Linked DNA regions of Mus musculus: all the other regions are linked to region 2. A link is a contact called in public promoter capture Hi-C data. All regions are on one chromosome and are shown on one strand. Each heading gives the region's core, a stretch centred on a gene start, on an enhancer-like site or on the middle of the called end of the contact. The rest is flanking DNA. Distances are from core to core; before and after follow the strand shown.

Region 1 (3,743 bases), core at 19-2,518, 370 kb after region 2:
GTGCAGCCCGGCATTTGGCAGGAAGAGGAGGGGAAGATGCGGTGAAGGAGAAACGGACCGGAGCGGGAGGAGGGAGAGGAAGCCCAGGCGGGGCGGGCCGAGGGATGGAAGGAGGGACCAGAGGAGGAGCTCGGGCGGCAGCAAAGCCCGCGCGGGGCTAAGAGAACATCGGGGCGGAGTCCCAGGCGAAGGGGCCGCAGCCTCACCATGGGCCTCGAGCCCTCCTTCCTCGGCCTCCTCCCCTCCCTCCTTTCCATCTCAGCAGCGCCCTCACCCTGCCTCTGGCTGCCTCATACAAAAGCAAAATGTCCGCCATCTTCGGAGGCGATTGCTGCAGCCGTGCTAGGAACTCGGCCCTCCAGTGCCTTCTCTACACCGGCTGCTCATCTCCGGGCCCCTCTCTGCGACCCCCGACCGCCGCCACCCGCCCTGCTCCTCCTGCCCTTCGGCGCTCCTCACTGCAGCCCGTCCCGCAGGGCGACGCAGGATCGCCACGGGTGGAGGCAAAAGGGATCAGCAGCCCCAGGCTAGTGGACGCGCACGCTCTTCCCGCCCACCGCTCCCCCGCTGGCCTGTTTACCTTGATGCAGTAGGGAGGCTCATCGTAGGTGACCAGCATGTACCTGTCTCCGCGGCTGGCTGGGTCCCGGGCGCGCAGCTGCGGGGCGAGGGATGACGGGGGGGTCGCGTAGGAAACGAGGGGAAGCGATACAAACGTTACAGAAGCACCTCAGTCCAACCCACCCATCCCACAGAAGCGACCCCTTCATCTCCTTTCCCCTCCTTTTACCTTCAAGAATAACTCCACAGCGCCTTTAGCAATGTCCAAATAGGAGGTGCCCAGGTCAGTGCGCTGGTTCATGGAGGCGGACGTATCTATGAGGAACAGCAGGATGGGCATCTTCCACTACACCCCTGGTTCTGGTCCCCACTCTCCCAGTCCCTTTTCCCTCAATGCCACGTATGGCTACCCAAATCCTGAACTCTCGCAGAGCCAGGGAGCAAGAGGAAAAGTGGGAAACGGGATGGGATAGATGGGACCGCTCCTGGCCTCTTTCTGCAGCCCCAACTCCTCTCCCTCCAAGGGAACTTGAAAGTGTGAGTGTGTCGGTCTCCGGGCCGTCTCTCTTCCCCTCTTCTGCCACCACTACTGCCCGCCGCCGCTGCCGCTGCCAGGACTACTGCCTAAGCATCCGTCCACGCTCACTAGAGCGCTCGCCCCAGACTGAGAGCCCTCTCTGTTCACTGACACAACTTCTGTCTGCTCACCTACCATCAGCACCATGTGACTAGAACACACGCCATTGGCTGCCAATTATGTTTAATTTACATATTCATTAGATGACTGGGTAAAGGGAGGGACTTGGGCCAAGCTTGAGGGTTGTAGTTTGGAACCCATGCTGGAGGTAAGGGGCGGGGGAGTAAAGGACCTTCTTCAAGCTCAGATTCTCCTTTAAAGGATTTAGAAGCCTTTAGGGTAATTTGTTTGGTCGTTTGGATGGATTTTCTTTCGTGCTTCAAAGATGGTAATTCGAAAGGAAAGGAGAATTGGGCAACAGTTGCATAGAAACAGATGTTTAGGCAGGCTTCACACAAAACATAACTACAATCAATCAATCCTGCCAGTGGCTAAGACCAAAACATTTCAGTAGCAGCAAACTTCTTTCCTAGCCAGACTTGCTCAAATTCCCTTAGATTAGTCCCTCTTCCTGATCAGTGTTTACATGTCGTTTTCTTGGTTGGTTCAGCTACTTAAAAAGGAAGCTGCCGCGGAAACGTTACCCTAAGCTGTCCTTTTGTAAGGACAGGCTCTCTCAGGCTTTGAAACATTGACCAGCCTGTGATACTTAAACTCCTGTGGGGACTGTGCGGCCTTTATCCATGGCTGATATCCTGCTTCAACTCAGGTTCATTGAACGTCCACAAAAGTGCTAGGCACCTGAAGTAGGCGTTCAATCATTGAAATATGTAGGGTCGATGGTACTGAAATTTAATTTTCAGTAGAGGGAAGTTGCCAATGCTGGCTCCATGTAAGTACTTGGTAACTGGTCAACTATACTTGGCTTTCCACTGCATATGACTCAATTTTTAAACTTGTATCTCAGGCTGGTCCTGAACTCCTCAGCATATCCTACAAGCGTGTGCTATGCCAACTACTGTGACATTATTTTTAATATAGAGTATGAGGTAGTGTTGCAGCATAGGAGTACGATGTTTGCCCAGCTCCTGTGAGGCGCTGAGTTTGAGTCTCCTACAACACTGATGATGGCGATAATGATGATAATGATACAGAGTATTTCTAGCAATGTGCTGTACACAAGTTAGACTCTTGAGCTTCAATGAGTATACAATTTTAATACAATGTGAAGATCACATATATATCTGCAAATGTTTTCTATATTGTTTGTAGATATCCTGTGTATATGTTCTACATGATTGATATATATTATGTTTTCTCAGAAATAAGACCAAAAATGGTGATGCAAGTAAAAACAGCGAGGCAGCACTTGCCTGTGGTCTAGAAGTTCAGAAGATTTCATGGGCAAAGAACAAGGTGTAAAAGAGGGAATCTGGCTTAGGAGGAATGGTGTGAACAAGAGTCCGCCAGAGACCACTCTATGTGTGATGAAGACCAGCTTACTGAAATATATAGAATGACTTGGGAATTAAAGATGGAAAGACATCAAACTTCCCCATTTCTGTCTTAAATATTAGTGGTGAAGGGGCTAGGAGCATTGGTCTTTGGATAGGAGTACTCACTGCTCTTGCAGAAGACACTGAGTTTGGTTCCTAGCACTCACTTAGAAGGCGTCAAACTTCCTGGAAATCCAGGTCCAGGGGATCCAATGCCTTCTGGCCTCTGTGGGTACTATGAACATGTGCACAAACCCACAGATAGACACACAAATGCATATAATTAAAAATAAAAATAAATCATTAAATATTACTGAAGAAAGATCGTATATGCATGGACTAAATAAAAGTTTATGACCAATGGGTACCTGTGTGGTAGTTTTTTGTATTGCTTTGTAGCAAATTATCACAAATTCAGCAGCTTAGCACGTACTTAAATGTTATCTCCTGCTCTGATTAGCTGGATTCCCTGCTCCATCTCACAAAGCTGTGGTCAGGGAAATGGCTAGGCCACATTTTTCATCTGGGAGCTCAACTGGGAAAGAATCAGCTCGGTAAAGCTCAGGAAGGCTGCTGGCAGAATTTATCTCATTGTGACTGTATGTGAAAAGGCTGAGAGCCACCCACAGATCTGCTTGCTGCTAATGTCCTCTGCCACACAAGCCTCTCCATCACCTGTTCACGATGCAGCTGTTTCTTTAGGGCCAGCAGGGAAAGCTCTCTCTCCAATCTGCTGATACAGAGCCTTAGATAATGTAACATAATCACGACAGTGACATCCATTACCTTTGTAATATTCTATTGACTAGAAGCAAGTCAGAGGTCCCAACCATACTTAAGGGAGAGGGATTATACAGCACGGGTACAGAACCCTAGGGCCCAAATGAGAATCCTGTACAACTTTAGGGGCTTATGGGGGAGGAGCATTACCTAGAAACCAGTTTTGCCTAATTTATAATTTTCACTAAAGTCCGTTGTTGTTGTTGTTATGACACTCTTATCTAGCCAAATAACTGCATTGGGCTGGTTTATTATCTTTTGTTTGAACAGAAGTGCCCAGGAGGACTTTATGTTCTGTTATCACGTTCTTTATTTATTCATAATGGTCA
Region 2 (3,397 bases), core at 257-2,756:
ACTGTACTTGCTGAGAAGCAGGACTTTGAGGCTCTAATTAATTTTGTCCGCCTCAATTACTGTCCTTACATTTGTGCCAGATCTAGAGAGGTAGCTTGTTTTGTGATAACTTTCATTTTGAACAGTTGTTGTAAACATTTAGTGACCATTTGTATTTTCTTTCCTTCGAAGAGGCCTGTTTATGCCTTTTGACCACATTTAAAGGTCATTTGATGTACTTTCACATGTTTGTGCACTGTAAGTTATAACATTTATTTTCTATTCTCAAAAGATTCATCTTTATTTTTAAGATTTATTTATTTATTTATTATATGTAAGTACACTGTAGCTGTCTTCAGACACCCCAGAAGAAAACATCAGATTTCGTTACAGATGATTATGAGCCACCACATGGTTGCTGGGATTTGAACTCAGGACCTTCGGAAGAGCAGTCAGTGCTCTTAACCACTGAGCTATCTCTCCAGCACCTCATCTTTATTTTTAAATTGTATGTATGGGGGCGGTGCGATTGAGTGCAAGTGGGCACTGGGTTACCCTGGAGTGCAGTTGTAAGCCATCTGACTTGGGTGCTGGGGATCAAACTCAGGTCCTCTTGGAGGGCTTGATTTACTCTTATCCAATGAGCCATCACTCCAGGTCCCGTTTCTCTTTCTTCACCTAATGAAATTTCCTCATCTAAGATGAAGTACATGCGTACCCTAATGAGAAGCTTGGGGACTATATTTCAATACTGTCACTTACTGTGGTGACTCTAGACAAAGGGTTTTAATTTTTACTTTCCTTGCCTGTAAGTTGGGACAGTAGTGGTACATACTTCCTAGGGTAGTAGGGGACTAATAAGTTTGTGTATTACTGTAAGTGGTAAGTGTCATGGTACAGGGAAAAGATGGGTAACCACTATCAGCTTCTTCGGTTTACAGTTCCAATATCACTTGAAGACTCAGAGAATTCATTCAAGTGCTTATCCTATAAAGAGGCTCCTGGGCCTTCCTCAACCATAACTGCCTGCCCATAACCATGTGTTAACATATACACGAAAAAAAGAGGTGACACATCATCTATTCACCCCTCACATCCTTTACCCCCAAACTGGGCTTTTCATGTAATACTTCAAAGGTAATAAACGCTCATAGTACAGGAAGATGCTTGGCAAATGGGTGTTAACTTATGGATGGGGAACTATGGAATGTTGCAGCATTCATCAAGTAGAGGCGATAAAAGGAAAAGAACGGTCAATGGCCAAGTGGGCAGCTGATTGGCTGGAGCCCAGAACGCATCACAATAGAACCGCCAATATAAGAAAGGCTTTCCTCAGACAAAGTTAATAGCTTTCCAGCCAGCTTAGCCACAAGCATGTGAGAGCTAATGCTACCTATATTGAAGGTTCATGGGAAGTGCGGGGACTACCCGAGCCCCGCCCTGCCCCGCCCCCCGGGGTCCCAGCCCCGGCAGAGGCCAAAGAAGAGGCGGCGCCTGCGCCTTGCCGCCCAAGAACCACCTCCAGTGGTTCTCAACTACTCTCTGAAGATGGCGGACCCCACTTTTGCTGCTACCAGTAGCAGCACATCTTTCCGGGGGCTACACGAACGCTTGGGTGAGTGAGATGGATCATAGTCCCAGGGGGACAGGGACACTCATAGGCAGTGGGGTTGATGTAGCCCCAGGATCCAGAGAAGTAGCGTGGCTCAGTAACTTTTCCGTGGAGAGTCCCCTCGGTCCCTCATGGTCTATGATCCCCCTCATCTCTCTCAACACCTTAGGGCTGGGGCAAGAGAGATCAGAGAACCAGGACATGAAGGGGAAACCATCGGGCAGTGCTGTCAACATTCCAAAGACCATTGCTGGGCGGGCGGGAGCTACCAAACCCTAACTCTAGCCCTGTCTGCGTCGGGGACCAGTGACACCGCAGCAACTGCGGGAAAGCTCAGGGATGGGTGGGCGCTGGCCCGTGCTGGGCACATCCACACTTCAGGGTGGCCCTGCCAGGATCGGAAAGTTTGGGTTTTCCCTGAATCCCAAGGTGTTGGCGTTTTCCAGGTTCAGATCCAGGCGCGCGGGGGGCGGGGGGAGAACTGACGCTTAGGGCTTAGAATGTTGGGAAAAGATTTCACTTTGCTACGGCACGTGACTTTATCCCTAGGCTGAGCTGAATGAGAATCCTCACCTAGCAATACTTTCTCAACAGGTCCTATAATCAAAACTTTTTCTGTCTGGGGAGACGAAAAGGTTGGTGGGGTGTATTAATCTTAACAATTTTGGCAGCACCTATTTAATTCAGGAAATTGTGCGAGAAGGACAAGACTACTTTCCCCAGATATGCCTGTGAATAAGATGATTTTGATTGCTATAAAAATCTTTAAGGAGTTTTACATTGTAATTAGATGTACATATATTCATTTAGTGGGTTTTCTATGCATTTTAATATGCTAATACTAAAGAACTATTCTTATCTTAACAAATCACATTTTATATTTTCTACACAACTGTTTTAAATTAAAACCATTCAGCCAGATGAGCTTTAAAAACTGTGTGACTTAACTTGTTGCTTTTCCCTCGTTTGTTTAAATTCACAAATGGTTTCTCAGTTTAGAGCACGTTACTCAAAGATTGGGACCTATAAATGCAAGGAAAGCTACTAAGACTGAGAGCCAGATTAACAGCGTTTTAGAGCAGGAGAAACTTTAAAGTTAGTCTAGCAGCCAGAATCCCAGACTCAGAAGTCTTGAGCCACTTCCACAGCTTGGAGGTGTGCGGTATTAGGCAGCCTGATATTTTGTTACTATTTCGAATGGTGCAGTCGGGCTGGGAAGGGTGCTCTCCCCTAACAATGGCTGCTGGACACAAAGATTTCAGCAGTTTCCCACCAGCCTTTCAGTAGCTATTTGTTCTCCTGGTATCAACTGTTTATCTAGTAGGGAAACATTTAAAAACTATGTATTCTTTGAGAACCGATTCAAAAGAATGCATGCTATTATACCATTCGGAAGTAATGTGTGCCACAAAAATACCAGTAGTAAAACAGGGAGTGAGACTAGGTCTTTAACTAGGTCATAGTTTATCTGAGCTGTTAGCTCCCTAAGACTTAAAAGCAAATTCTTTTTTCTTTTCTGCAATGGTAAGATCTCTATGGCAGCAATTGCAGGGGCACATTCAAGCTTACCCCTTAAAATGAATCCCAGATAGCCCTCCCCCCATGCAAACCAACATCCCAAATCCCACTCACTAGGGCAATCCCTCCAGTCCTTTAATTATTTGAACTGTCTTTCCTGAACTGTTGGGTCTTTTTGAGAGTTATAACCAGACTTATGTGGTATGACCAAGGGATAGATTTGCTGTCCTTTTGCACAAAGGAAAAAACAGTGATCCCCAAGCCCTTGCTCAGGATTGTGGGTAATTT
Region 3 (3,384 bases), core at 800-3,299, 450 kb after region 2:
TCTGTTTATGAAATCAACTGTTCACCTGTCTTCCAGACCACCCCAAGGAAATGCAGATGCCTAGCTCGTCTATCTCACGCCCCCTCTTTCTCCCTAGGTCCCTTGCTAGCTCTCCACTCCCTCCCAACCCCAATGTCCTGCCAGGTCATGAAGAAACTGCAGAAAGGGTGGAGGAATGCCGGTCCAGGGCAGGCTGAGCTCTCTTCTCTGTGTAACAAGGGCAAACCCCAGGCACTTCCTTGAGCCCCATGGAGTTCATGAGGTGGGAGAACACATCTCCCTCACAGTGTTGCCAGGAGATATCAGTGTCCAAGTGTCCACCCTTTTCTGTGGAGGGACCAGGTGACCTGAGCCACCTCACCCCTCTGGGCTCACCAGAAAGGCCCTTCTTCTCCTTCTTCTTCTTCTTCTTCTTCTCCTTCTAGGCAGGCTCTTCACTCAGCTGCTAGCCGTGCTGCTACAGAATCAATGGCACCTCTAGGATTCGAGTTGAAATGTTCAGTGAAGGGCTGAGCCATCACCCAGAAGACCAATGCCTGAAAAAGAAAGAGAGACTTCAGAGTTGGCCTCCTGTGCATTCCCCTTCTCTACCCTATTCGGAGAGCAGCTGCCTGCTTCCAGAGTCCTTCCCACTTCTCCACACCCTGTGGCACACAGCAGACATGCCACTCATGGCTGGTAGATGGGCTTCTGGGTCTCCAGTGTGTCACTGCAGGTCCTTCAGGGAGCCTGGGCAGCCTGGAAAGGGTGGGAGAAGCAGCTTGTGGGGGAAGAGATGGCTAGAGCCAAGTATTTCCTGTTCTTCCCTGTCTGCAGATGCAGAGCCTCAGTAAGGTCCTCAGACCGGGTTAGGGGAATAAGTGGCTGAGTCCAGTCCCCTGCCCCATCCCCAACAGTGCTCCAGGCAATTTGGGAAGGGCTGTGCACAGCTGCAGAGAGTATCCTTGGGCCTCCCTGCCAAGAAGGAGACAGCCTTCGGATTGGCTCAAAAAGATCTGTTCATTTTATCTGCTCACCTGACTTAGGTAGAGATGGATGGATAATCTTTACTGTCTAGGGCCTTCCTGAGACCTCACTGGCCCAGTCCTCTCCCATTTAGGGTTCAGGTGACATCTCAGGAGTCCTCTGCATAAAAAGGGGTTGGATGCCTGGAAAGTGGGGGCGGGGGCGGGGGGTTCTCTGACAGTGTGCTGGTGATGAGCTGACTCTCCAAGATGCCCCTCGCCCCATCATGAATCACTCTACCAGGCAGCCGGTGTGCCCCGCTGCATTCTCTCTTTCCATAAACCAGTCTGGGTATTTACATGCAGTGGCCACATACCCCCCCCCCCCACCATTCCAACCTGTGGTCGCCTACCTTTAGGCACAGAGCCTGGTAAATCAAGTCCTGTGGTAGTAGCATGCTCTCTTTTGGGCTCTCCCGCTTTTGGCCAATGGGGAGGCAACAGGTTTGCCAGACTCTGGTGATTCTCTGGATGCAGAGGAAAAGGACTGGGCTGTGAAGGTTTTTGCGGTATGGGATGTGGTTCCTCAGGCCCTTCGCAGAGACCTAAAATGGAGGGGCCCGGGCCGTGCCGCCTGCGCCCCCCGCCGCAGTCTGGAGGCACTGTGCGCCCCGCTGTCCTTCCTGCGGCCGCCAGGATGGCGCGGAAGGCGCGGATGGCCCTCTCCTCCGTGGCGGAGGGCGTTTGCTCACTCGATCCGCACCTGCAGGCGGACGTTGAGCATCACTGAGGCCACCATGTAGAAGTAGGGGAAGTTCACGCGCAGGCGCCAGGCTAGGTCGAAGAAGGTGAGTAGCGTGCGCGTGAGCCCCTTGCAGAACGCACCGTAGGAGCTGCGTGTCGCCGCCCAACGCGACAGTCGCACTGCCAGGCCAGACAGGGCCGCCGCCGCAGCAGCAGCAGAGAGGGCCGCAGTCACCGCCATTGGCCTGGCTCACCGCTCACCTGCTGCAGAGCCAGCTCAATGCGCTGCGCCACGCCACCCCACTCTGTCCGCAACCCCGCCCAAGGGCTCCGGGTCCGTGCAGCCTTCAATGCTCCACCCCCAGCACCGCCGCCTTTGTAGCTCTCCGCCCTCTCTCCAGACCTGCCGCTGCTCAGCTCCGCCCCCTCAATGCAGGCTGGAGGCAGAAGTCCTTCTGCTAGTTCCGCAGGTATCATTAACTCATACAGGGTCCAGCTGCTGCACAATGGCTGTAGGGCTAGGGCCAGACTTGCTTCACCGGATTGACACAATCCCATGGATAGGAACCCTCTCTCCACGAAGTCCCAAACCTTCCAAGTGTTTGTCCCACCTGTTCATCGTATTCTTTCTTCCTAGTGTGTACAAAGACTGAGTGGCCTAGAAGGTGTGTTCCTAGGATTCACTGGGGAAATCGGCTAAGCAAGGGTGTGGGGGAGTTAAGGGCTAGCTCTTGGGAACTATTGATATTTCGATAGGAAACTATACCCAGAAATTCTCTCCTATGCACGCTAACACCCTCCACTGTCTCCCCAGGAAGCCAGGTCAAAGGACTCATTGCACCTTTCTTTATTCTCTCTCTCTCTCTACCCCTTTCTCTTTCCTTAACATCTCAATTATTTATGTATGTTTATTTTCTTACGGTCCTTTTTGTTGGCGTAATTTTACATAGTTATACAGTGTGACAATTAAATCCATGTATACAATGCATAAAGATCAAATCATAGTAATTAACCTCTCACCTTATTATTTCTCTGTGTTTGGAGCCTTCTCTCTTCTAGTTCTATTTAAAAACACAATAGGTTGTTATAATCTATAGCCACTGATTTGTCCTCTAGGAACCTAGAACTTAGTCCTCATACCTAATTGTATCACACTGTCTGTAATCCAGATTTCTAGTTCTCTTTCCTGTCTTCTTAGTCTGCTGTAACTCTCTTCTTTTTGAATAACCATTTAAAAAAATAGCCAGATTGAGTCATTACCTAAGACATTCCTTCAATTTCTTTTCTTTTCTTTTCTTTTTTTTTTTTGTTTGGATTGGATTTTCTTTATTTACATTTCAAATGTTTTCCCCTTTCCAGGTCTTTCCTTCAGAAACCCCCTATCCCATCCCCTCTCCCCCTGCCTCTGTGAGGATCCTCCCGCCCTGGCATTCCCTTACACTGGGGCATGGAACCCCCTCAGGCCCAAGGGCCTCTCCAACTAATGTCCAACAAGGCCATCCTCTGCCACATATGTGGCCAGCGCTATGGGTGGCTCAATGTGTACTCTTAGTGTACTAAAATGTCCCACACAGTGCCATCAACTCAATGGCGCATGCATTTTGTTGCTTTTCTGTTGGATTTGCTGGTCGCTCTTTCATGTTAACATCTGATCTTTCTATCAACAGGGTCCACCGAATCCAATCCAAAGCCAGGT

Evidence for each region. Promoter capture Hi-C pulls out the DNA fragments that hold promoters and counts their contacts.
Region 1: a promoter capture Hi-C map of pre-B cells shows a contact between it and region 2. The contact joins the promoter of Ints6l here to the promoter of Map7d3 in region 2. A contact is called at or near these places in 5 of 39 promoter capture datasets (the C10 cell line, cranial neural crest, frontonasal cranial neural crest and 1 more).
Region 3: a contact with region 2 is called in a promoter capture Hi-C map of second pharyngeal arch cranial neural crest. The contact joins the promoter of Smim10l2a here to the promoter of Map7d3 in region 2. A contact is called at or near these places in 4 of 39 promoter capture datasets (the C10 cell line, cranial neural crest, frontonasal cranial neural crest and 1 more).

What each region holds. Positions count from the first base shown.
Region 1 is chrX:56,452,364-56,456,106 of GRCm38.p6, reverse strand. It overlaps Ints6l (integrator complex subunit 6 like), which reads right to left and starts at 1,268. Exons shown (of 17, transcript NM_172779.4): 1 at 791-1,268; 2 at 581-658. The coding sequence starts at 901.
Region 2 is chrX:56,820,434-56,823,830 of GRCm38.p6, reverse strand. It overlaps Map7d3 (MAP7 domain containing 3), which reads left to right and starts at 1,506. Exons shown (of 16, transcript NM_177293.3): 1 at 1,506-1,594. The coding sequence starts at 1,528.
Region 3 is chrX:56,373,182-56,376,565 of GRCm38.p6, reverse strand. Smim10l2a (small integral membrane protein 10 like 2A) reads right to left here and starts at 2,049. Exons shown (of 2, transcript NM_183030.2): 1 at 1,358-2,049; 2 at 1-536. The coding sequence starts at 1,929. The coding sequence ends at 1,693.